Linked DNA regions of Mus musculus: all the other regions are linked to region 7. The links are chromatin contacts, called in public ChIA-PET, Micro-C and promoter capture Hi-C maps. All regions are on one chromosome and are shown on one strand. The core of a region is the stretch at or near the end of the contact, and the rest is flanking DNA. Distances in the headings are between cores, read along the strand shown. Region 1 holds the start of Zc3hav1 (zinc finger CCCH type, antiviral 1). Region 2 holds the start of Fmc1 (formation of mitochondrial complex V assembly factor 1). Region 3 holds the start of Zc3hav1l (zinc finger CCCH-type, antiviral 1-like). Region 4 holds the start of Ubn2 (ubinuclein 2). Region 5 holds the start of Luc7l2 (LUC7-like 2 (S. cerevisiae)). Region 6 holds the start of D630045J12Rik (RIKEN cDNA D630045J12 gene). Region 7 holds the start of Kdm7a (lysine (K)-specific demethylase 7A).

What was found. Promoter capture Hi-C pulls out the DNA fragments that hold promoters and counts their contacts. Hi-C and Micro-C count contacts between places; a contact is called where the count stands out from the background. ChIA-PET counts read pairs in DNA pulled down with a chosen protein or histone mark. Capture Hi-C pulls out chosen DNA fragments and counts their contacts.
Region 1: a promoter capture Hi-C map of liver shows a contact between it and region 7, with 2.5 times the contacts expected there. The contact joins the promoter of Zc3hav1 here to the promoter of Kdm7a in region 7. A contact is called at or near these places in 3 of 39 promoter capture datasets (the HPC-7 cell line, fetal liver and liver), 1 of 115 datasets of contacts at active chromatin or transcription factors (pancreatic cancer cells) and 2 of 9 other capture datasets (adipose tissue and liver).
Region 2: a contact with region 7 is called in a Micro-C map of embryonic stem cells, with 7 times the contacts expected there. The contact joins the promoter of Fmc1 here to the promoter of Kdm7a in region 7. A contact is called at or near these places in 3 of 39 promoter capture datasets (liver, neutrophils and pre-B cells), 3 of 484 Hi-C or Micro-C datasets (all in embryonic stem cells) and 2 of 115 datasets of contacts at active chromatin or transcription factors (bone marrow-derived macrophages and pancreatic cancer cells).
Region 3: a promoter capture Hi-C map of pre-B cells shows a contact between it and region 7, with 3 times the contacts expected there. The contact joins the promoter of Zc3hav1l here to the promoter of Kdm7a in region 7.
Region 4: a Micro-C map of embryonic stem cells shows a contact between it and region 7, with 7 times the contacts expected there. The contact joins the promoter of Ubn2 here to the promoter of Kdm7a in region 7. A contact is called at or near these places in 1 of 39 promoter capture datasets (pre-B cells), 2 of 484 Hi-C or Micro-C datasets (both in embryonic stem cells), 1 of 115 datasets of contacts at active chromatin or transcription factors (pancreatic cancer cells) and 1 of 9 other capture datasets (liver).
Region 5: an RNA polymerase II ChIA-PET map of memory CD8 T cells shows a contact between it and region 7, with 78 read pairs. The contact joins the promoter of Luc7l2 here to the promoter of Kdm7a in region 7. A contact is called at or near these places in 6 of 39 promoter capture datasets (erythroid cells, fetal liver, hippocampal neurons and 3 more), 2 of 484 Hi-C or Micro-C datasets (both in embryonic stem cells), 3 of 115 datasets of contacts at active chromatin or transcription factors (astrocytes, effector CD8 T cells and memory CD8 T cells) and 2 of 9 other capture datasets (adipose tissue and liver).
Region 6: a contact with region 7 is called in a promoter capture Hi-C map of liver, with 2.9 times the contacts expected there. The contact joins the promoter of D630045J12Rik here to the promoter of Kdm7a in region 7. A contact is called at or near these places in 2 of 39 promoter capture datasets (liver and pre-B cells).

What each region holds. Positions count from the first base shown.
Region 1 is chr6:38,353,305-38,356,253 of GRCm38.p6, forward strand. It overlaps Zc3hav1 (zinc finger CCCH type, antiviral 1), which reads right to left and starts at 1,299. Exons shown (of 13, transcript NM_001347122.1): 1 at 611-1,299. The coding sequence starts at 918.
Region 2 is chr6:38,533,151-38,536,122 of GRCm38.p6, forward strand. Fmc1 (formation of mitochondrial complex V assembly factor 1) reads left to right here and starts at 1,711. Exons shown (of 2, transcript NM_025363.3): 1 at 1,711-1,860. The coding sequence starts at 1,723. n-TRcct1 (a tRNA gene) reads left to right here and starts at 781; the gene lies at 781-853.
Region 3 is chr6:38,297,993-38,300,808 of GRCm38.p6, forward strand. Zc3hav1l (zinc finger CCCH-type, antiviral 1-like) reads right to left here and starts at 1,267. Exons shown (of 4, transcript NM_172467.3): 1 at 872-1,267; 2 at 1-95. The coding sequence starts at 1,248.
Region 4 is chr6:38,432,463-38,435,445 of GRCm38.p6, forward strand. It overlaps Ubn2 (ubinuclein 2), which reads left to right and starts at 1,463. Exons shown (of 17, transcript NM_177185.4): 1 at 1,463-2,136. The coding sequence starts at 1,711.
Region 5 is chr6:38,549,914-38,552,746 of GRCm38.p6, forward strand. It overlaps Luc7l2 (LUC7-like 2 (S. cerevisiae)), which reads left to right and starts at 1,421. Exons shown (of 10, transcript NM_138680.3): 1 at 1,421-1,995. The coding sequence starts at 1,935.
Region 6 is chr6:38,252,785-38,255,484 of GRCm38.p6, forward strand. It overlaps D630045J12Rik (RIKEN cDNA D630045J12 gene), which reads right to left and starts at 1,355. Exons shown (of 20, transcript NM_194061.3): 1 at 1,084-1,355. The coding sequence starts at 1,225.
Region 7 is chr6:39,205,360-39,208,093 of GRCm38.p6, forward strand. It overlaps Kdm7a (lysine (K)-specific demethylase 7A), which reads right to left and starts at 1,414. Exons shown (of 20, transcript NM_001033430.4): 1 at 1,082-1,414. The coding sequence starts at 1,275.

The sequences.
Region 1 (2,949 bases), core at 49-2,548, 850 kb before region 7:
GTTATCTATCTGGCCAGGTGGAGAGACAAGGAGTGAAGGGTCACAGCGATCCAGGAGTTGGCGCACCCGAGACACAGGAGACTGGGCAGCACCGCTAGGATTCTGGGGCGATCGCAACATTCGAGGTACCAGAGTAGCAAGGAGAAAAAGGTGTGCCTGCAACTTCTACAAACTCTGGTTGGTGCAAACGTACTTTAATTAGGATTCTGGTGGGAGGTGAGAAGGGTAGAGAGGCAGCCTTGTCCGCCTTTCCAATAGCGCTTTGGCTACAGATTTTTCAACCTGGGGGTCTAACTTCACAGGAGTCGAATATGACCATTGGAAAACACAGATACTTGCATTACATTTCATAACAGTAGCAAAATTACAGTTACGGAGTAGTAACGAAAATAATTTTATGGTTGAGGGTCACAAACCTGAGGAACTGTATTAAAGGGTCGCAGCATTAGGAAGGCTGAGAACCACTGGTCTAGAGATTAGGAGGGATAGAGGGAGAAGGGGTTTGCAGCCGAGTGAGCCATATCCACCCGGTTCCCGCCTCCCCTAGGAAGCTGCCCCGCGGCGCCGGACTAGGCAATTAGAGAACCTTCCCCATTCCCGCTGCACTCACCGCTGGGACTGTGCATAGTGGCACCGGCCGAGCAGATTAAGCTTGCAAAGGTGCAGGCTGTCGCAGGGTCTCTGGCAGTACTTGCGACGGCAGACGCGGGCTCGAGTAGTAGCCACCACCGACCGAGTGATCCCGGCCTGGTCTCCAGTCTCCAATAGCACAAAGCGATCGGGCCCTGCTGCCTTCAGCAGCTCGTAGAGTTGCGCTTCGGGGAGGCTGATCTCACCCAGCAGTTCCTCCAGGGTCATGCGGCCCCCGTGAGCGCACAGGATCTTGGTGATGAAACAGAATACCTCGGGATCCGTCATGGCGCGCTATGGCTGCCGCTGCTCCGGCCGCTGCGCGGGACTCGGCTTCACGGAGAATCGAAACTTACGCGCGGTCCCAGGGGCGGACGCGGGCGGTGCCGCTCGCAGAGCAGAGCGGTTTCGCTTTCCAACTCCGGCGGTGGTGTCGCGAGGCCCGACCTCGACGACGAGGTCCTGGGGTCAGATTTAAAGTCAGCCGCGCGGGAGAGCGAATGGGAAGCGAGCGACGTTAGGCGGGCAGGTCCGCCGCGGCGCGGTACCCTCGGTTCCAGGCTAGACGTGAGGTCCCCCGAGCTCGGGACTGCAAGGCTGCTACCAGGAAGAGAGGAAGTAAGGACGTTCGTGAGGCTCGGGTGGAGTTTTGATGAGCCTGAGGAGAGTGACGCATCCTGGGGGGCCCACTAGAGGCGTCCTCAAATCAGCCCCACCCAGCCCCGGAAAGAGCAGACCTGGTGAGCGCTTCCTGTAAGCGGGACTCTCCGCCGAGTGTCGTCAATGCTCGCCACCACCTTAGGACATGGATATTATCCGAACTCCGCACTTGGGGAAATAACTTGAAGGAACAGGTGGAGCTCGGATGACCGAGGTTCTCGAGAGTTTGTTTCCGGGCCTGATTCCGCGGCACCAGATCTAGGATTACGCACTTTCTACCCAGTGCCGAGCCCCTCTTAGAGGGCGGTGATTGTTACTCTCCCTGGTTTCTTACGTAGCCTTCTCCAGAGCTATTTGAAGACCCACTCTTTGATCCTTTCTGGCCTTGCTAACTTAAAATCTCCAATTTTGGTGCCTCAAACCAACTGCTTAGAATGTCTTCAGATTTCCCCCACCCCTCCCCCCTTGGCATGAAGATGATTTTTAAGGTAAACCCTTACCTTACCGTAGAGTTACTGTAGAGACAGAAGGAAATAATAACTAGATTTCCCTTTGAGGAAAGCAAAGGCTGATGAAATTAAAGAGCCATCCGTGTCCCCAGGGAGCTTTCCGGAAGATTCTGCTGCTCCAAACATTAGCATTAAAAAAAAACTCCGATTGTCCTTCCAGACTCCGTAGTGAAACACACTCACCACACACAAACCTTATACGCTCTTCGGCCTCCTCCCCTTGTTAAATTGTGACTTTAAAACTTCTTTTGCACAATTGTGTTTAGTTTGTCTCATCTGTATTCTCAGCTAATTTGCAGGCCAGTAAACACTAGACCCAAATTAGAAAAAGAAAGGGGCTTTCCTTTCAGCACTCAGAAATGAAATGAATGGAGCGCTCACCGATCAGATGGGAACCCTTTCTTTAAAATCTGCAGGCACGGTGCAGGAGAAGTGTGCACTGCGATGCTTTCAAACTTCACAAGAGGGAGGTGCGAGTGACCCCACCCACTCAGACAAACACACGCTAAAATAATATTAAAAGCTTGGCGTGGTGAAGGCATGCCGGTAATATCAGCACTTGTGAGACTGGGGCAAAGGGATTATTGGCCAGGAAGATAATTGAGCAGGTAAAGGCACCAGTTGCTAAAACACAGGACACTAATTTGACCCCCAGAATTTCCCCACATGCTGGGAGAGTTTACTCTAGCAAGTTGCCCTCTGACCTCCACAACACTCTTTCTCTTCCTTCCTCCCTCCCTCCTCCTCCCCCCTCTCTCTCTGATAAATGTAATTTAAAATTTAAAAACAAATTCATAAGAAATAAAGTCTTTCAAATTCTTCAGAAACCCGAATGAGAATCCCTCTGGTGTGGTACGCACAGCCGCTCTCTCTGACTCACTGGAACGGTGGTCTGTAAAGCAGCCAAGCCCGGGCCTCATCTGGCTGCTTGTTGACTCTGACTCTTGCTTCTGTCTTGTCTTTTAATCCACTTGGCCTTATTTTCAGTCTGGCAGGTTTCCAGAGCCCCATTCTTATCAAATCAAGTAAGATCAATGTGTTTACTATCTTCGGTATGGTCCTTACAGTAGTGACTCTGAAGACACAGAAATCAAAGAAACAATCCCAGCTCCCAGAGGGCATCAGCTTTAGAAATAGCAGTGTCCCGTTA
Region 2 (2,972 bases), core at 461-2,960, 670 kb before region 7:
GACACCTCAAAAAGAGGTTTTATGACAGGGCGGTGATGGCGCAAGCCTTTAATCCCCGCACTCGGGAGGCAGCCTGGTCTACAGAGCGAGTTCCCGGACCTCCAGGACTACACGGAGAAACCCGGTCTCACTCCTCACCCCCTCCTCCCAAAGTGGTTTTGTCTACGGTATACAATTAGGAACAAACCTAAATTCTAATTATCCCTAATTTCTACTATAGTAGGCACTAATTTCGCACCGTCTTATACTTATAGCCCACTTGAAAATTCGAAAACTGAACCCCATTCTAATACATCCTTGGCTGCGGAAATGGCCTCAGCGCTGTAACCGGAAACAGAAACTGACCACTACCTAAACGCCACCTAACGACCAGCTAAGAGCGAAGACAAACCCTGAAAGTAGCCCAATCGGAAGGGGCTTGGCTTTTCCTGTTACAATCTGACAAAGAATAGGACCAGAGGGAGGCTCGAGGAACTGGTTTCCGCAGCCCGTTTGGCTCTGACGTCTCCCGGGCCCACTTTTGCGCAGGCGCAGAGCTACTACGCACAGAAACACGAACACGTAAGCAAAAGCGGGAGCCCGTTCGGCTTCGTGGCATCCACTGTTTGCAGGGTGAAGCGGTTGACTCTTGGCATCTAAACTACATTTCCCAGCAGGCATCCGTTTCACACTGAGGCTGAGTTTGGTTCTCTGTGATAGGGTAAAAACAATAAATTTAAGTGATGACGTACGAAACAGGAAATAACTTGATTATGGTGTTTGAGGACATCAGTAGAAGAAGCCCCAGTGGCCTAATGGATAAGGCATTGGCCTCCTAAGCCAGGGATTGTGGGTTCGAGTCCCATCTGGGGTGGTTCGTTTTTTTTTTTTATCTATTTTAACATCATCTAATTAGATGATTATTGCGAGTCAAACTTACTGTTTATTTTATGTATTTAGAGACAAGGTCTCTCTACCTAGTTCTGGCTGGGTTAGAACAAACTGCAGACCATAATGGTCTATGAGCTGTGAGATCCGCCTGCTTCTGCAGGCAGTGAAGGCGTGTGCCACAACGCCCGGCCATCTTGTTTTAAAACTAGAGAACTGCGGGGAAAAACAATCAAACAAAAAAAACAAAACGAAAAAAAAAAAAGCCAGGCGTGATGGCGCACGCCTTTAATCCCAGCACTCGGGAGGCAGAGGCAGGCGGATTTCGAGGCCAGCCTGGTCTACAGAGTGAGTTCCAGGACAGCCAGGGCTATACCGAGAATCCATGTCTCGAAAAACAACAATAAACAAACAGAAAAACAAAACAAAACTAGAGAACTGGATGTGAGGCTTTACTAGTAAAGGGGCTGCAGTTTGCCATACCAGGGTATGAGTTCATTTTCTTCTCCTAGGCTGCGGGGACCATAAAGTTGGAGGTCGGTACGTTTAATTTTGACATCCCTGGTAGAAACAGTAAGATCTTTTTGGCGTGACCTATGTCCAGACATCCACATACTCTCCTGCCAGACACCTTTCCTCAGAGACTCGGCGGCCATCAGCTTACGGCAGTCCAAAGGGACGCAGTCAGAAGGGCCGAGAGGATTCGGCACCTTCCCTTGCTCTCCTGGTCCCCTGAGGTGCCTGTCACTCGCGTTTCCCTCCAAGGGTGGTCGGTAGAGGGCGCTGTGGGGCGGAGTGGGCGGGGGAACACCTCGCCCGAGGCAGTGAGGGACCAGGCTCTCCAAGGACAGAAAAATGGCGGCCCTGGGGTCCCCGGCGCGCACTCTGCGGGGCCTTCTGAGGGAGCTGCGCTACCTGAACGCGGCCACCGGGCGGCCATATCGCGACACAGCGGCCTACCGGTACCTCGTTAAGGCTTTCCGAGCACATCGGGTACGGCATCCGCGGCTGGGTGGGCTCCAGGTCGCGGGAGGGCGGATGAGGGGGCGGTCTGCGCAGGTGATAGAGGGTCTCAGGACAAACGTGTCTGAGTCACCCTGTCCTCCACCTGCGGGTCTCACCACAGACTCCAGCCCTTCGGCTAACCTGCGGTCTGAAATCCCCTACTGGCCCAGAAGCCGCGTGGGGCGCACCTTCCTAGGGACTTCGTATCTGCCACCCACCGGGGTGGAGCTGTCTCTGACGATTTCATTGGTTTGTCTGGTGCATGGGGTGTGGAATGGAGTAAGGAGCGGGCGTTGTGTGAAGTGGGTCCTAGGGGTCGTAAGACTTAAAGGCGTAAGGGTACAAGCATCCCCTCTCCTCATCCTTTCTACATTAAAGTTTTAATAGGAAGCAGTGTTTTTGTGATTTGACGGGTGTGTGTGTGTGTGTGTGTGTAGGTGTGTGTGCGCGCGCCTGCTCGCGCGCGTGCTTTTGCTTGCTTGCGTGTTGGTGGGGAATGAAGATACAGAATTTCAGCATTACTCTGGCTGACCTGGAATTTGCTGTTTAGACCAGATTGACCTTGAACTCACATCTGATTGCCCTTTTCTCCTGAGTGTGGGGATTAAAGGCATGGGCCAGGCAAATGCAATTTTTAAGGCAATTTAGTGGGGAATATTCAAGAGTTGAAGAGTGGTACTGTTTTATTTAGTACTAGCCTTTCACCACTGAGGAAAGCAATATCTTATATTCTATGGAGATGTCACATCTTTAGCCTTCTGCATGACAGGATACATGACATGTTTTACTGGTGTAACAAACATAAACATACAGAATGCTATCCTTGGGAAGTGCCATTGTGAAATCCACAGTTCATATTCCTCTTAGAAAGGAATGGAAGATGGTTAATTTTCCAAATGTGGTAATGCTCAATTCTCTGCCTTTTGGACAAGATCAAATACAAACACTAAGGCTCGGGGACAGTCACCTGCCCAGTTCTGCTTGATCAAGCATGGCTACAATTTAGGGGAATGGAAACTTAAGTTCTTGAGCAATTATCTTAACTACAGAATTTGAGCATTGCAAAACTTTAGAACTAAAATTCACTTATCTTTTAAAAA
Region 3 (2,816 bases), core at 17-2,516, 910 kb before region 7:
GCAGCTGCCCTTCATTGAGGCCAAAAAGCCCCCGGCTTTTCAGGACTTGGACGTTGATAGGTGTGTGGATATCATGGGACAGAGAACAGGTAGACCTAGAAGAGTTCAAAGCAGTCAGGAGGCCGGGTCAAGAAGAGGGAAGAGGCTGGTGGGTCTAACTCTGCCTAGGGCATTTCCACTTCACAAGTGAATTCCCCAAGTACTAATAAAACAATTCGGATTGAGGCAACTCAGCTTCCAGGGGTCATTTCCCTGTTCTGTGAGTACCCTACCCTCAGGCTTTTTTGAGATTACTTATCTGTTTTTGTAAAGACTAAAACGTAATCTTCAGGCCAACAACAGCTGCTGGCCTCTCTTTGTCCACCAACACTACAAAGAAAGCACTAGAAAGCTTCCCGGATTGCTGCAAAGCACTGGGCTTGGGCTATGCAGCACTATGCCCTCACCCCATCCTGCCACCAGTTTCCTGCGATTGGACACCAGATTTTTAAGCGCGAAAGGGCTGTGGTTATGGAAGGAGGGAGAGAAGGGAACAGAAGTTCCGCGGGCCATAAAGCCCCCAGGTGTCCCTCAAGCGGCATTTGGCATAAGTGAATTCAAAAGTGGCAACACGGATTCAACCGGGCTGCTGTTGTGGAACATCCTAGCATCCTGGGACAGGGACAGCAAATTGGGGGGCGGGGGGGGGGTGAATAATAAACCTCAGTGGAGAGACCTTCCATATTATTTCTCTCGGCGACTAGGTGCACAGGGCGGCCAGCGCGAAGGCCTTTGTCCCATCCCACCCAGGCTCGCCGAGAAGCATCCGGAAGGCGCATCCCGCCCGCCCGCACCCACTGCCCCGCTGGACACTGAGGACTCCGCCCCTCACCAGCAGTCGCGGTGGGGGCACTTGCCCAGCATGTGGCGGCGACACAAGTGCAGCTGGTCGCAGCCCTGACACTCCCCGCGCTGGTAGCGGGCGCAGAGGCGCGCGGAGGACACGGCCATCACCCTGCAGGCCGTGGCGCCGCCGCCTGAGCCCGCGCCCGCGCCCTCGCCCGCCGCCACCTCGGCCTCTGCGTCCCACGGGCCGTCGCGCAGCTCCACCTCCTGCAGCAGGAAGCGCTCTGGACCCGCGCGCCGCAGCACGGCCCGCAGCTTCGCCTCCGACAGCTCCACGTGGCCGCGCAGGTCCTGCAGGAACATGCGGCCGCCGTGAGCACACAGCACCTTGGTGAGGAACGCGCACAGAGTGAGGTCCGCCATGGCCCGCCAGCGCGTCCCCGCCAGCCCGGGGCCTCCAGGCTCCTCCCCGCCGCGGCCCCGACCGGAGCCTGCGAGCTGTAGGGGGCCGGGCCTCAGAAGGCAGGGCCTGAGCCCCTGCAACATTCCTGGCTCCTGGGTTCCTGGCAGATACCGGATAACAGGGAGGGCTGCAAAGAATGTAAACTGCTGAAGTGGTTCTCCCAGCCTGGGGGCGCGCGCCTGGAATGTTAGCTAGCACCTGGGAGGTGGGGGCAAGAAAAGGCCGAGATCAAGGCCAGCGTCCTTTGCAAAGGGGAGTTGGAGGCTAGCCTGGACTACATGACACCCTGTCTCAAAAAACCTAGTAAGGAACCAGCACAGTGGGTAAAAACTTCCTAAGTGTTGGGGTCCATGAGTCGCCCCACGAGCTTACACAAACCCCGATTTCAGTCAGATAGGGATGGTTTATTGAACACACACCATAATACTGATCAATCAGCTCCATGCCTCAGATGGGATTGAGCCATGATATTGTTGATTTTTCTCTGTCAGCTTATAAATAAACATTTTTCCTATTGTCAAATTGGTGACAATATACATAAACACCCACTAAACCTAAAAGGATTTTCCTTCCTAACAATGGACAAATTCCTAGCGTATTATTCCTCTACGGAGTGGTCGAGAGATATTCTATGGTTTCGTCGCTATGATTCCTTAATGGAAAAGAACCCTGTTGCTCCTGTAGAACCTGCCTTTCCCTGTGTTCCCTCCCTACTAAGAAACGGTTTACATGGAATCCTTATCTGCTTACCAGGGAGCCCAGCCGAAAATGTAAACTGAGAAGTGGTTCCTTGGGATTACCTTGTAAAGGGTCTGCTCTCAAACAATCCTTCTCTGTTTGCCTCTGAGAGAAGCCGACCTAAGATACAACTGAAAAAAGAAAGATTCAAGTTGAGAAAGGGGTTAGAGAGGAATGAAAACCACATGCACACAGAGAGAAGAGACGTTCAAGCAAGATAGAGATAGGGAAGAATTTTACTTCAAGGGCACTGATGTTGTAAGCAAGTGTATCCAGAAGTTTAATAAGACTGATTCTGTATGTTACAGAATAGATGGACTGGGAAGACAGCCCAGTGGATAAAACACTTACTAGACAAGTGTGAGGCTGGAATTTGAATGCCCAGATCCTATACAAATACAGGAAGATGTGGGGGCCACTTGTAATGCAAGCACTTGGTAGGCAGTGGCAGGATCCACAGGGGCAGCTAATTGGCTAGACTAACCAAATGGGTGAGATCCCGACTCAGCCAAAGACCTTGCCCTTAGAAATATATTCAATTTCAGAATTCTGGATTGTAATTCATTCCAGATTAAAAGTCTGAATGAGTACCGTGAAAAAATTTGAAATTCTGCCATCTTTTCAGAGAGTTTTTAAATGCTAGAGGCCTGATATCATATAGGGGTATGGTAATTTGAATTTGCTTGGCCCAGGGAGTGGCATTATTAGGAGATGCGGCTTGTTGGGTAGGTGTAGCCTTGTTGGAGGAAGTGTGTCACTGTGAGGGTAGGCTCTGAAACAAGTTTTCTCC
Region 4 (2,983 bases), core at 213-2,712, 770 kb before region 7:
ATATAGTGTCAAGAAAATATTGCAGCATTGTAAGGAAGAAATTCATCATCTTCCTCTTTTTTTTTTCTTGTTGCTGCTGCCAGTTTTTTTTTTTTTTTTTTTTCCAGACAGGGTCTCACTATGTAGGTCTGGCTGTCTTAGAAGTCACTAAATAGACCAGGCTGGCCTTGAACTCATAGAGATCCGCCTGGCTCCAGAGTGCACCCACTTCCATTAAGAAGTGTTAGCTGGCCGGGCGTGGTGGCGCATGCCTTTAATCCCAGCACTCGGTAGGCAGAGGCCAGCCTGGTCTACAGAGTGAGTTCCAGGACAGCCAGGGCTACACAGAGTAACCCTGTCTCAAAAAACCAAAAAAAAAAAAAAAAAAAAAAAAAAAGAAGTGTTAGCTGACCTGCAGTTGTCTATGTGGACCATGTTGAAATGTAACAGCCTGTATCTTCCTGACACTAAAGGGATACATCTCTACACCTGGCTTAGAGCTAGCACAATCTTTTGGGTTGAACATTCCATCACCATTTGGTACACCTTTGGAAAGGAATAGAAGAGCAAATATTAAAAACGTCTGTGACGACTCTTTGACTCAGCTCTTCAACATCTAATATAGTTGATGCAATTAACAAGCTTGGGTTTCCTTGAGGATGCGGCAAGGGAGTCTTTCAATTCCCTTTCTATTGAATAGATGAAAAGGGCTAGTAATTCTCGTCCGTTAAAATCTGAATTCCAGTTCGTTTCCCACGATGCTCCAACGAAGCCTAAGCAACGCTCCTTCCCACTCAAAGATGAGCCGTGAATTTTCTTCCCCCGGGAGCATGTCCCCTAAAATAACACCAAAGGCTGCCAAGACGTTCAAGTCTTCAAGAACTGTTCCTTTGCCAGTTCAATTTCCCAACTGAGGCGCGTCACTGAACGTCTCACCGCCATGCGCAAAGCGGCTAGGAAGAGGTGTGGGAGGCAGCGGTGTGGGAGGCAGCGTAGCGCTTTCGGGAGGGGTCTGAGGAGAGTTTAGTTTTCGCCTTTCTACCCTGGACACCTCAGGTGACGGGACAACAGACCGGCGGGCCCGGCGCCGGGCCGCGAGCCCCTCACCCCTGCCCTGGGTCCGCCTGGAATCCTCAGCTGACAACCCTGTTCCCCAGCGCCGAGAGCCAGAGGCCAACGTCGGGCGGGACCCGGCGCCATGACTGTGTCGGTCCCAGGCACATCGCGACGCTCACCCTAAGGGATCGGCGAGCGTGCCTCGGTTTCCGGGCGAGAGGAGGAAATCACTCAGGGAACCCCAAACCCCTCCTTTGAAAGCAAAGCAGAGAGCGTCCCCGTTGCCACGGAGACAGGCCTGTCTGTGACGTCACTTCCGCCGAGCTGTCTGGCCTCCAGACTGTTGAGAGGAAAAGGGGAAAACTGAGCAACAGCCACGACTGTGGACGCGAGCGTCTCGAGTGTGCGCATGCGCCCGCTCAGCGGCCTGCTTCTATTTATGTGGGGGATCCAACATGGCGGCTGCGGCGACCCTGGCGATGGCGGTGGAGCCCATCAGAACGTAGTAGCGGGGACGGGGACCCGGTCCGCACTCACGGTGGCGTCCGCGGGGACAGCTGAGGGTGCTGGAGGGAAGAAAAGTGACGGAGAGCAGAAGGAGAGGCGGGCAGGCGCGCCGTGCGGCGTCGAGGCGAGAGCCGGCTCGAGCGAGCGCCGAGGGCCAGAACAGTGGGGATGGCGGAGCCGCGCAGAGTCGCGTTCATTAGCCTGTCACCGGTGAGGCGACGCGAGGCCGACTTCGCGGGCGCCGAGCGCGAGCCCCCCCGACTGGAGCCGCAGCCGTACCGCGAGCCGGCCCGGGCGGAGCCGGCCCCCCGCGCTGACGCGCAGCCCCCGGCGCGCGACAAGCCGCTCCCCCAGCGCGAGGTCAGCCGCGCCGAGCCGCCCATGGCGCTGCAGCGCGAGCCCCCGCGGCCCGAGCCGCCGCCGCCGCCGCTGCCCCTGCAGACTCCCCCTCCGCGGGAGTCGGCTTCCCGGGCGGAGCCGCCGCCGCGACCGCCGAAGGAGACGGTTCGCCTGGAGCTGGTGCTCAAGGACCCCACGGACGAAAGCTGCGTGGAGTTCAGCTACCCGGAGCTGCTGCTGTGCGGAGAACAACGGGTACAGAGGGTCCCTCCCTCCCGGCCGCCCCACAGCCCGGGCGCCTCCGGACCCGCCGCCTGCCCGGGCTGCTCTGCACTTCGCTCGCCCCGGGGGTGGGGTGGCGGGGGCCGGGCAGCTAGACGGGGCGGGAGCTGCGCGGCTCGGCCCTCCTGGGTGGCCGATGCTGCCCCCACCACACCGCGCCGAGCCGGTTTTCCTGTGCACCTTTCGAAACCTCAGCTTTTTCCTCCTTTTCCTTTCTGTTCCCCACACCAAATCCCGAGGCCCTGTGAGCCGTGCGGCTAGCTTCTTGTGGCACTTCCATCTGTCGTTCCGGTAGAAGGGAAGCGAAAAAAAAACCTTGGGGGACACGCCCCCCGGTCTGAAGCGGAGAGATTGTGTGACCCCTTCTCGGCTCATCCTCATCCTTCCTCAACCCAGCTGTACCGTGCGCCAGGGCTGCTGAGATGGGCTCGTGGCCGGGTGGTTTATTTTCCTTGATTGAAGGGGATTTAAGAGAAATTAAACATTTTCAGAAACTAATGATTCCACGTTAGGAATGAAAAAGTGGATTCGTAATGTGGTTGCACTTGTGTTGGTAAATATTGTTAGCTTTGTGTGTGTGTGTGTGTGTGTGTGTGTGTGTTGAGTTTGTGCACATTGTCTTTGAATGGAAAGGTCTCTTGTCTTACCCGGTGGCTGCCCAGTCATATTATTTGAGTGGCTCTCATTAGTTCGAATTGGGAGCATTTTGTCCGTTGTGGATTTCTGGAGAATGACGGAAAAAAAAAAAAAAAAAAAAAACATTCGCTTTGGATCAAAAAAAAAAAAACTTAGGAAAATACATCGGTATGCTTTTGAGGGA
Region 5 (2,833 bases), core at 171-2,670, 660 kb before region 7:
CAGGTGCCCACCTTGGGCTTCAAGCACTTCACTGGGTAATATTTGTGTCTTGAACCAGAAGGCTGAGGAATTTGGAGAGAGGGTAATGTTAAAAATTGGGAAGAAGCTGGGTGTGGTGGCGCACGCCTTTAATCCCAGCACTTGGGAGGCAGAGGCAGGTGGATTTCTGAGTTCGAGGCCAGCCTGGTCTACAGAGTGAGTTCCAGGCTACACAGAGAAACCCTGTCTCGAAAAAACCAAAAGTTGGGAAGAAAAAGTGGAGAGAGACGACATGTAATTAAAAAAACAAACAAAAACCCAAACAACAACTAAACAGTTTTATGCTAAGTTGGCAGCTCAGTTTGTCTTTTGTGTCAGGGTGATGCCTAACTTCTGCAGAGGTGAAAAATGTCTCCATTCCTAACCTATGCTGAGTCTCCGGTATTCTCACTTTTTAAGGCTATTTTTCTCATAACATTGACACCCTGTCTCAAAAACAGTACTCTGAATAATTGTGTTTTTTTTTTTTTTTGGCAAGTTGCTGACTAGATAACGTAATTTGCATCGGCTCAGTGCCTAGTTAAACCTTGGAATTGTGATGATTCTTTCATATGATTTTAATATGAAGCTGGCGCTAGTTTGAAGTTTTAGTTCCTCAATGCATGGGCAATTATAATGAAACGGCAAAAAATATCCATAATTTCCCAGTTATTATCTAAAGTTGCGACGTTTCAGCTTAAAAGACTCGCCAGTTTTTTTTTCCTTTTCGAAAACCGGTAAGCAGCCGTGGCCTAAGTATTTCCCGTTGGCTCACTCTGGCCTCAGCCCCACCAGCCTTGAGATTAAGAAATCAACTACGGTTGGAAGGTCGCAGTCAGCAGGGCGTGGGAGTGCAGGGCGACAGTCAGCCAAGAACCCCACGGAAACGCTGCTCTGCATTATGGCCTGTCCCAAGCTCTCACTTTGCCCAGCTCCGAATTCAGACTAGCAGCTTCCAGCTGTCCTAAACGTAGCAGAAGGGGTCGGGAGGCCTGATTTCCACTGTGTTGATTTCGCGGTTTGTTTGCTTTTTCTTTTTCCTGAACCTGACATGTCCCGAACTCGGGCACTGATGAGGGGCAGTGGCCTGAGGATAAGGTTAGGTGTCCTCCGCTCGGGCTCGGGGCTCCCACGGGCTTGCGATTCCGCCAGCATCCGTCGGGAAAGCACTAACCCTGAGAACTTCTGTCGCACTACTTACTGCGACTCGCTCTAAGCTCGGCACTGGCTAATTTGCGGCTGGACGCCAGGGCGGCAAACAGCAAAGGCCTAAGTGACCTGCTGCTTAGACGCCCGGGGCCGAAGAGGCTTCGGAGTAGGCTAAAAAAAAAAAAAAAAAAAAAAAAAAAAAGAGCATCATTCTCGCGAGACTCAGCCTCCGAGAGGGGCGGGGTGAGCAGACGTGAACGCGCTCGGGAGCCGTTAGGGTGGGACCCTTCGTAGGAGGGGCAGGGCGGAGCGCAGCGACGTGGATGGCGATTGGCCGAACCCCCACGGGAAACGACTAGGCGCGAGCTGCGTGCGCGCTCCCGTCGCGGCGGCTGCGAGCCGCGTCAGAGCTCGCTTGCTGGGGGGGGGGGTTGACGGCTTCTGGCGGGTGTTGGTGTCGGGAGGAGGCGAGAGTCGGCTTAGCCTGTGTCGCGTCTGTCTCAGGAACCGGACGGAGAGTGAGGGCACCAGGGCTCACTCTCTAGGGGGGCTGCCATTTTCCGCGTTCACGCCGTCGTGAGGAGCGCAGCCCGGACTCTCCACGACCCCTCCGACTCCCTACTCGCGGGCCTCGAGGCCGCGGCGGCCACCGAGACAGCGCCGCACCTCCCCCACCCCTTCCCCTCGTCCCCCGCCCGCCAGGGCCCGGCCGGTGCCCCACCCCCGCCTGCCTGCCCGCCCGACCGCCCGCCCGCTACGCCGCCGCCATGTCGGCGCAGGCCCAGATGCGCGCTATGCTGGACCAGTTAATGGGCACCTCTCGGGACGGTAAGTCGCTGCCAGAGCCCTGGGGGTGGGGGAGGGGCCGTGCCTGGGGAGGGGGAGGCCTCCGAGGGAGCACTTGGGCGCGCGCGTGCGGCCGAGTAAGGGGTTCCCAGATTGGTAGCGCGAGGTCCCCCCCGTCTCTCTTCCAGTCCAATCAGGGCTTGGCAGGCGGTCTTGGGGGCGGTGACCGTGCGGATTGGCGGGAACTGCTGCCAATGCGGCGAGGCGGGGCCTGGGAGCAGAAAGGGGAGTTTGTGCCTTTTGCTGTTGACTTGGCGGGGTTGGGAGAGCCCAAGTCTGTCTTGGAGTAGTGGGGCGGTCAGTTTGACTATTGATCAGGGACCGGCGGGGCGCTCAGGTCTCCACCCCCAGCTCCAGCTCCTTTCCTCTGGGCTTTCGGATCACCCCTCGCCGCCGTCCTCTAGAGTGTGGAGAGAAACATCCCCTCCCTCCCTGGTCTTAACGAAACCACTACTAACCCCCAGTTCCAGGGACGCTTCGTCGAGCCCTTACAGAATCAACTTTTTTTTTTCGTGTGTGTGGAAAATCTGACCCAAACCATGGTTTCTTAAAGTGGGTGTGTTTGGCCCCATTTTGTAGAAGTGTTTAGGCCTATTTTTTTTTCCCACCGAGAGACCTCCATTTTGTTAGACCACGTATTAGAGACTTCAGTAAATATTGGCAAATTTTACCTGTGCTGAAAACAGAATCATTTTGGATATTTGATGCCCACTGAATTAGAATTGAAGGAAAGGGCTTTTAAAAATACAGTTAGATTAGAATCCTTAGAAAGAGTTATTTACGTGTTTGTTTCTAAAAATGATGAAATGTTGCTTTTGGG
Region 6 (2,700 bases), core at 105-2,604, 950 kb before region 7:
TAAGGGACACCTTCAAATGCGTTCTACTTCCTTCAAACCACTTGGCAGTCCTCTGGCCCTGCTCCCACAAGCAGGCAGGGTTCTGGGCTGCTTTCATGGCTTTTCTGTCTCTCCTGAGCAGTGAGAAGAAGCTCTCCACCTAAACTGCTCCTTTCTCCTTTCCTTTCCTACCCACAAAGCAACCAAGCACGTGTGGGCTGGGGCAATCACAGGATGCACTGTGTCACCTCAGAGATGGTCTCCAGTCCAGTGCAGTGCGTGCTCAGGATGGATAAATAAACATTTCGGGGAAGCAACATGAATTAAACCATTTCCTCAACAAACAAAACCCACCCACACGCCTCATAAATCATGTCTCTTAATCCCATGCTGATGAACAGTCACTAAATTGCATCTATTATAAAAACCAACCATGACTCCTTTCATGCCCTGACACTTCAGACTCAAAATATTTTCACACTCCATTGTAATGCCTTTGTGGAGGTAATACCAATAGCTAGTTCCCTGGAAAGATCCATGGCCAGGGCGCTTTCCAAGAGATTTTTTTCTTTGAATGTTCTTTGTGTCCTGGCGCACTGGGGGACACAGCCAGCTTGCTTGCATCTGGGGTAACACTGGGTGTTCACGGCAATGCACAACTGCTCTTCTGCACACACCAGATGCATCCCTTTGCCCCAACAATAAAAGTATCCCAAAACATTCGCTACGCCACATTCACACAACCGTGCACAAACACAATTCCAGTGCCTGCATTTTGCAAAGGGGAAAAAGAAAATAGGCATCTTCGGAGCAGAAACCACCAAACCCGCCTCGGGCAACATGGTTCACGGAAGACTAGGTTGCAGACCTTTTAGCAAGACCGGTCAGAAACCGCTCGCTCTTTTTTCCTTTGGATTTATTCCTCTCCTCCATGCCTTTATTTGCAGGGCCCAGGAAGAATAGGAAAGCATCTCCAGCAAGGAGGGCGAGGGAGCGGTGAAGAATAAAAGAGGATGGGCGGGTGGGGAAGCCAGGGGGTGACGAGCGCGGCAGAGAAGGCGGCCAGGGTGGCGGCCGCGTCCCGGGGGGCTCCGCGAGGCTTACCTGGGGCGCACGAGGCCGGCCCGGCGAGCAGCAGCAGCCAGAGGCCGGGGAGCAGCAGCCCCGGGCGGCGGTGGCGGGAGGAAGGCCCGCGGCCGCACCGCTCCGGCACCAGTGCAACCCTGGCGCGGGGCTCCCGCTCCATGGCCACGCGTCGGCTCCCCGACACCCCGGCCTCCGGGCGTGGGCGCGCTCAGGCCCGGGACGCCGGCGTCCGCTGCGGCGGAGACTGGGCGCCTAGCACCGGCGCGCAGCGAGGCCGGCGAGGCGGGGGCGGGCCGGGCCGGATCCGCGGACTGGGGCCGCTGCACGCCGGCCGCGCCGCTCCGCCCCCTCCCGAGCCTCGCAGCCGCTGCCGGGCAACGCACGGCCCCGCGCGGGGAGGCGAGCACCACCTCCCGGCCGGCCCGGCGCCTGCCTGCGGGCGGCCCGGCGGAGGGCGAGGCGGGACCCGGTCCCCGCCCTCCCACAGGACCCGCCTCTCAGGAGGGCGCCCGGGACGGCGCCGCCCCGCACCCGCACCCCCGGGGCCCTAGAGGAACGGTCGCAAACCGGGTGATTCCGGAGCACGCTCCTCCCGAGCCGCCCACGCGGGGCGGGCAGCAGGTGTGTGTGCGGGGCGGCCGTGGTCCCTGGCAGACCCCGGGCTGCTGAGCGGACAAAGCCGAGAGAAGTCGGCTCTCTTTCCCAGAGCCCGCGCGCTGGAAAAGAATGGGGAGGAGGCACACAGGGCTCAGCCCATCCTTTGCCTTTCCAGAGCTGTGCCACCTTGTTGGCAAAGGTGGGCCTTTGGTAAGACCTAGGCCTACTGCCCTGAGCTTAGTGAGTCTTCAGAAAGGGGCTACTGAAGCTGAATCAAAGTGGACAGACACAAACACACAGATCCAGGCCTTATTTTTTAAAAAAGAAAGTAGCACCAATATATGATGAAAAAGACCTTGTTGGGGGTTAGTTTCCTGGGGAAATGGGGGTGTGGATGGGAGTTAGCATGTGTCTCTGTGCTAAGAGCCAAGTGCATTAACTCTGAAGGCCGAATAAGGTTGGAAGGTCCTAGAACACACTACAATTTTGGACAGTTGTATTTCAGAGGTTGCACCAGCCGTGGTCTGCAAGCCGTGCATAAGAGAAGTATCTTGTTGAGTGAGAAACTATGACAGACAGTGGGAAATGTCAGCCATCCAGACTGGCCAAGGATCAAGGTTGCTCTTCAGTGAGGTAGGCAAAAGACCCAGAAAGATGCTACCCAGTTTTGCTGGGCAAACTCATCTATCTAGGCAAAGAATCAGAAGTTCCTGTTCTGAAAAAAAAAAAAAAATAGGCACCTGTTAAATTTCAGGGAAGATGAGAATCTAGGTTATAAGCTTTTGTTGATGACCCTAATTTTTGCGTTCCATTGTGTCACTTGTCATAAGCAACCCCCATACATTGCTCTCCTGCTCCCCCAGACATATACATTCTTGGAGTTGTCTCCAGCATACCCAAGTAGAGAGTTTGCTTGTCTGAGCATGTTTGCACCCTGACCACAATAGCCCTAGGTATGGCTCCCCTCTCCTCGCTTTTCTCTGAATTACTCACCTGGCCACGGGGCACAGCCTGGAGCAGCTCTTGACATTTAGTCCT
Region 7 (2,734 bases), core at 164-2,663:
CTAAAGGTGACCGCAGGCTTTGCCACAACACCCAAATAAGGACTTTGGGAGCCCAACCCCAACTAGTTTCTTTGTTTAAATGCCTGCGAATCCCTCCCACGCCGGAGTCAAGAGGCTCTGGCGCCGCCCTTTATTAGCCTCACACTTTGATTACAAAACACACGAGTCGGCGGCCTGGCTGCGGAGGCGGCCCGAGCTCTCCCAAACGTCAAACCTGCGGTGCGGCGGCGGCGGCGGCATCGGAGGGCATCGTCCGCCACCGCACCGCCCCAAAGTTGGATGGCCGCAGTGCCCAGGCCACCGCGGCGGGCCGTCCGGGTGTCGCCAGAGACGCACTCACTGTAAAGTTTGAGGCGCTACAGCGACGCCCGGGAGGGTCTGCGGCGACGTCCCCTCGGCCCGGCCCGCCCGCCCCCCCCCCCCGGCCATAGGGGGTGTGTTGCGGGGTGGGCCAGCGGCTGGCCAAACTGTGCCGTGACGGGGCCCCGCACCTCGCGAGTGCCACATCTGTTGCTCTGTTTACTCGCGCCCGTCGTCCCACCGCCCCGTCCCGCCGCCCGAGGAAGTTTGATAAAGAGAGAAGGGGGCGCGACGGGACCCGCGGCGGGGGCGACCCGCGACCGGACCGAGCCGCGGCCGCCCGGAAGCGCAGCAAGCGCGGCGGCTGGCGAGGGCAGGCACGGGGCGAAGGGAGCCCGGGACACAGCAGTGGGCGGCAGCCAGGGCGGTGGGGGGACCGCGGGCTGCGGGCCTGCCTTCGCTCCTCCGCCACCCGAGCCGTGCCGCCCACCGCGTCCCCTCAACCGGGCTTCCCCTGCCAACTTCTCTGCCGGCCCCTTTGTTCCTGTTTGTTGTGGCGACTCTTCGCCCGGGCCGGCCGAGCCCACCGGCTCCGTTCCGCAGCCTGCCGGGCAACCGGGGGCCCCCGCTCTCGCCTCCACCCGGCCCGGACACTCGGTGCCTAAGAGTCGGGACGTGGGGAGCGACGCGGCAGCCGAGCCCGAGGGAGGCGCAGGCGGCAGCGGCAGCGGCTGGTCGGTGACCGCAGGCGACGGCGGTGGGACTGAGGGGGTTTATTTACCTGCCGTGGAACCAGTCCTTGCAGACATCGCACTCGATCATGAAGCGGTTCACGTCGTACGGCTGCCGGCATACACAGTACACGGGCGGAGGCGGAGGGGGCGCCGAGGCCCGACCCGGAGCGGACACCGACCCCGCTGCCGCGGCGGCTCCAGCTGCTGCTCCCGCGGCCACCGCCGCCGCCGCTCCGGCCATCTTTAAAAAACACACACACACGCTCGCTCCTCCGCTCGCTGACTGGAGCGAGCGCAGCCGCCAGCCAGCGCCGCCTCCTGCAGCAGCCGGAGCAGCAGCCCCGGCGGCGGCGGCGGCGGCAGCAGCAGCGGCGGCGGCTGCGGCGGCGGCGTCTTAGTGCGCGCGCGCGAGCGAGCAAGGTCGCGGCTCAGGGGCGGGGGCGGCGCGCGCGCGCGCGACGCGCGAGGCCCGTCGGCTGCTTCCGGCGCTCAGCGCGGGGCCGTGCGTCCCGCGCACGTTCTCGGTCTCCGCGCGCGCTCCCTGGCACCTTCCGCGGCGACCTGCGCGGCGACCCGCAGCGGGGCTGGCGGTCCGGGGAGGGGGCGGAGACGCCGTGAGGGCACGCGCCGCAGTGGCGGCGGCGGGCGCGCGACTGCAGACGGAGGAGGAGGAGGACGGCGGGAGCGTGCGTGGAGCGGGTCTCGCCGTCCTCACTGCTCCCCGAGTGGAAGCCCAGGCTCGCGGGGGAAGTTCCTGCCGTGTGAAAAGGTGGATGCTGTGGCTGTATTCTGAGGCGGAGAAGCTCGGAAGTTTCAGCCCTCCAGGGTCGCTTCGCTTCGCGTCACTTAGCAGCCGCCCACTGAGGATGCCACCCCCGTCCTGCGTGGGCCCCGACCGGGGTGACACGTCAAGCAGTTGTGCCTCCCGAGGTGGAGGAACGCCTTGTGAAACGCACTCAAACTTCCGAAAGCGTCGCGCCCAAATTCCCAGAGAGCAACTTGGAAATCTGTGTGTTGATTGGAGCCGCTGTTGTGGGGGGGGGGAAGAACGTGGTCTCCAGGAGGAATTCCGTTAATATCTGTCGCCAAGGGGGAACCAGGCTTGAGATGGGGTTGGTGAGAGGAATGAAGAACCGGTGTTTTTATAAATAACACAACTTGGCTGTGACTGCTCTGCTCTGCTCTGCTAATTGGGGAAGTGGGGAGAAAATTTTGAAACGTCTTTTCCCTGGGAAGGGAGATGCTACCAAAAAGAAAAAAAAAATCCTTTAGGAGTTCTCTGCGCAACACAGGCCATCACTGTTTTTTTAGTCAAAGGTGAAGCTGAATCAGATGTGAGGTGATAAACTGAGGAATAAAACTACCCAACAAATTTAGAATAGAGAAAAGTGAATAGAATGTTAAGGATTATCAAATCAACTTGGAAGCTGAATCTCTGTGAGCATTTATATCCAGAGAAAGCAATAAAGCTCCCTGGGTAACTTATGTTTTGGAACATGAACAGGTGAGTCAACTCACCGTCCCCAGGCAGTGACGCTCCCTGGTTTAGTCTAGCCTTTATTTTTATTTTTATTTTTTTTCTTTTAGTGGAGGAAATCGAGTAAATTGCCACAATCTCAGAATTGGAACTAAACTTGTTTCTCCGTTATATGCCCAATCCTTTCTGTACTACACAGATGTATGTTTCTCACATACATCAC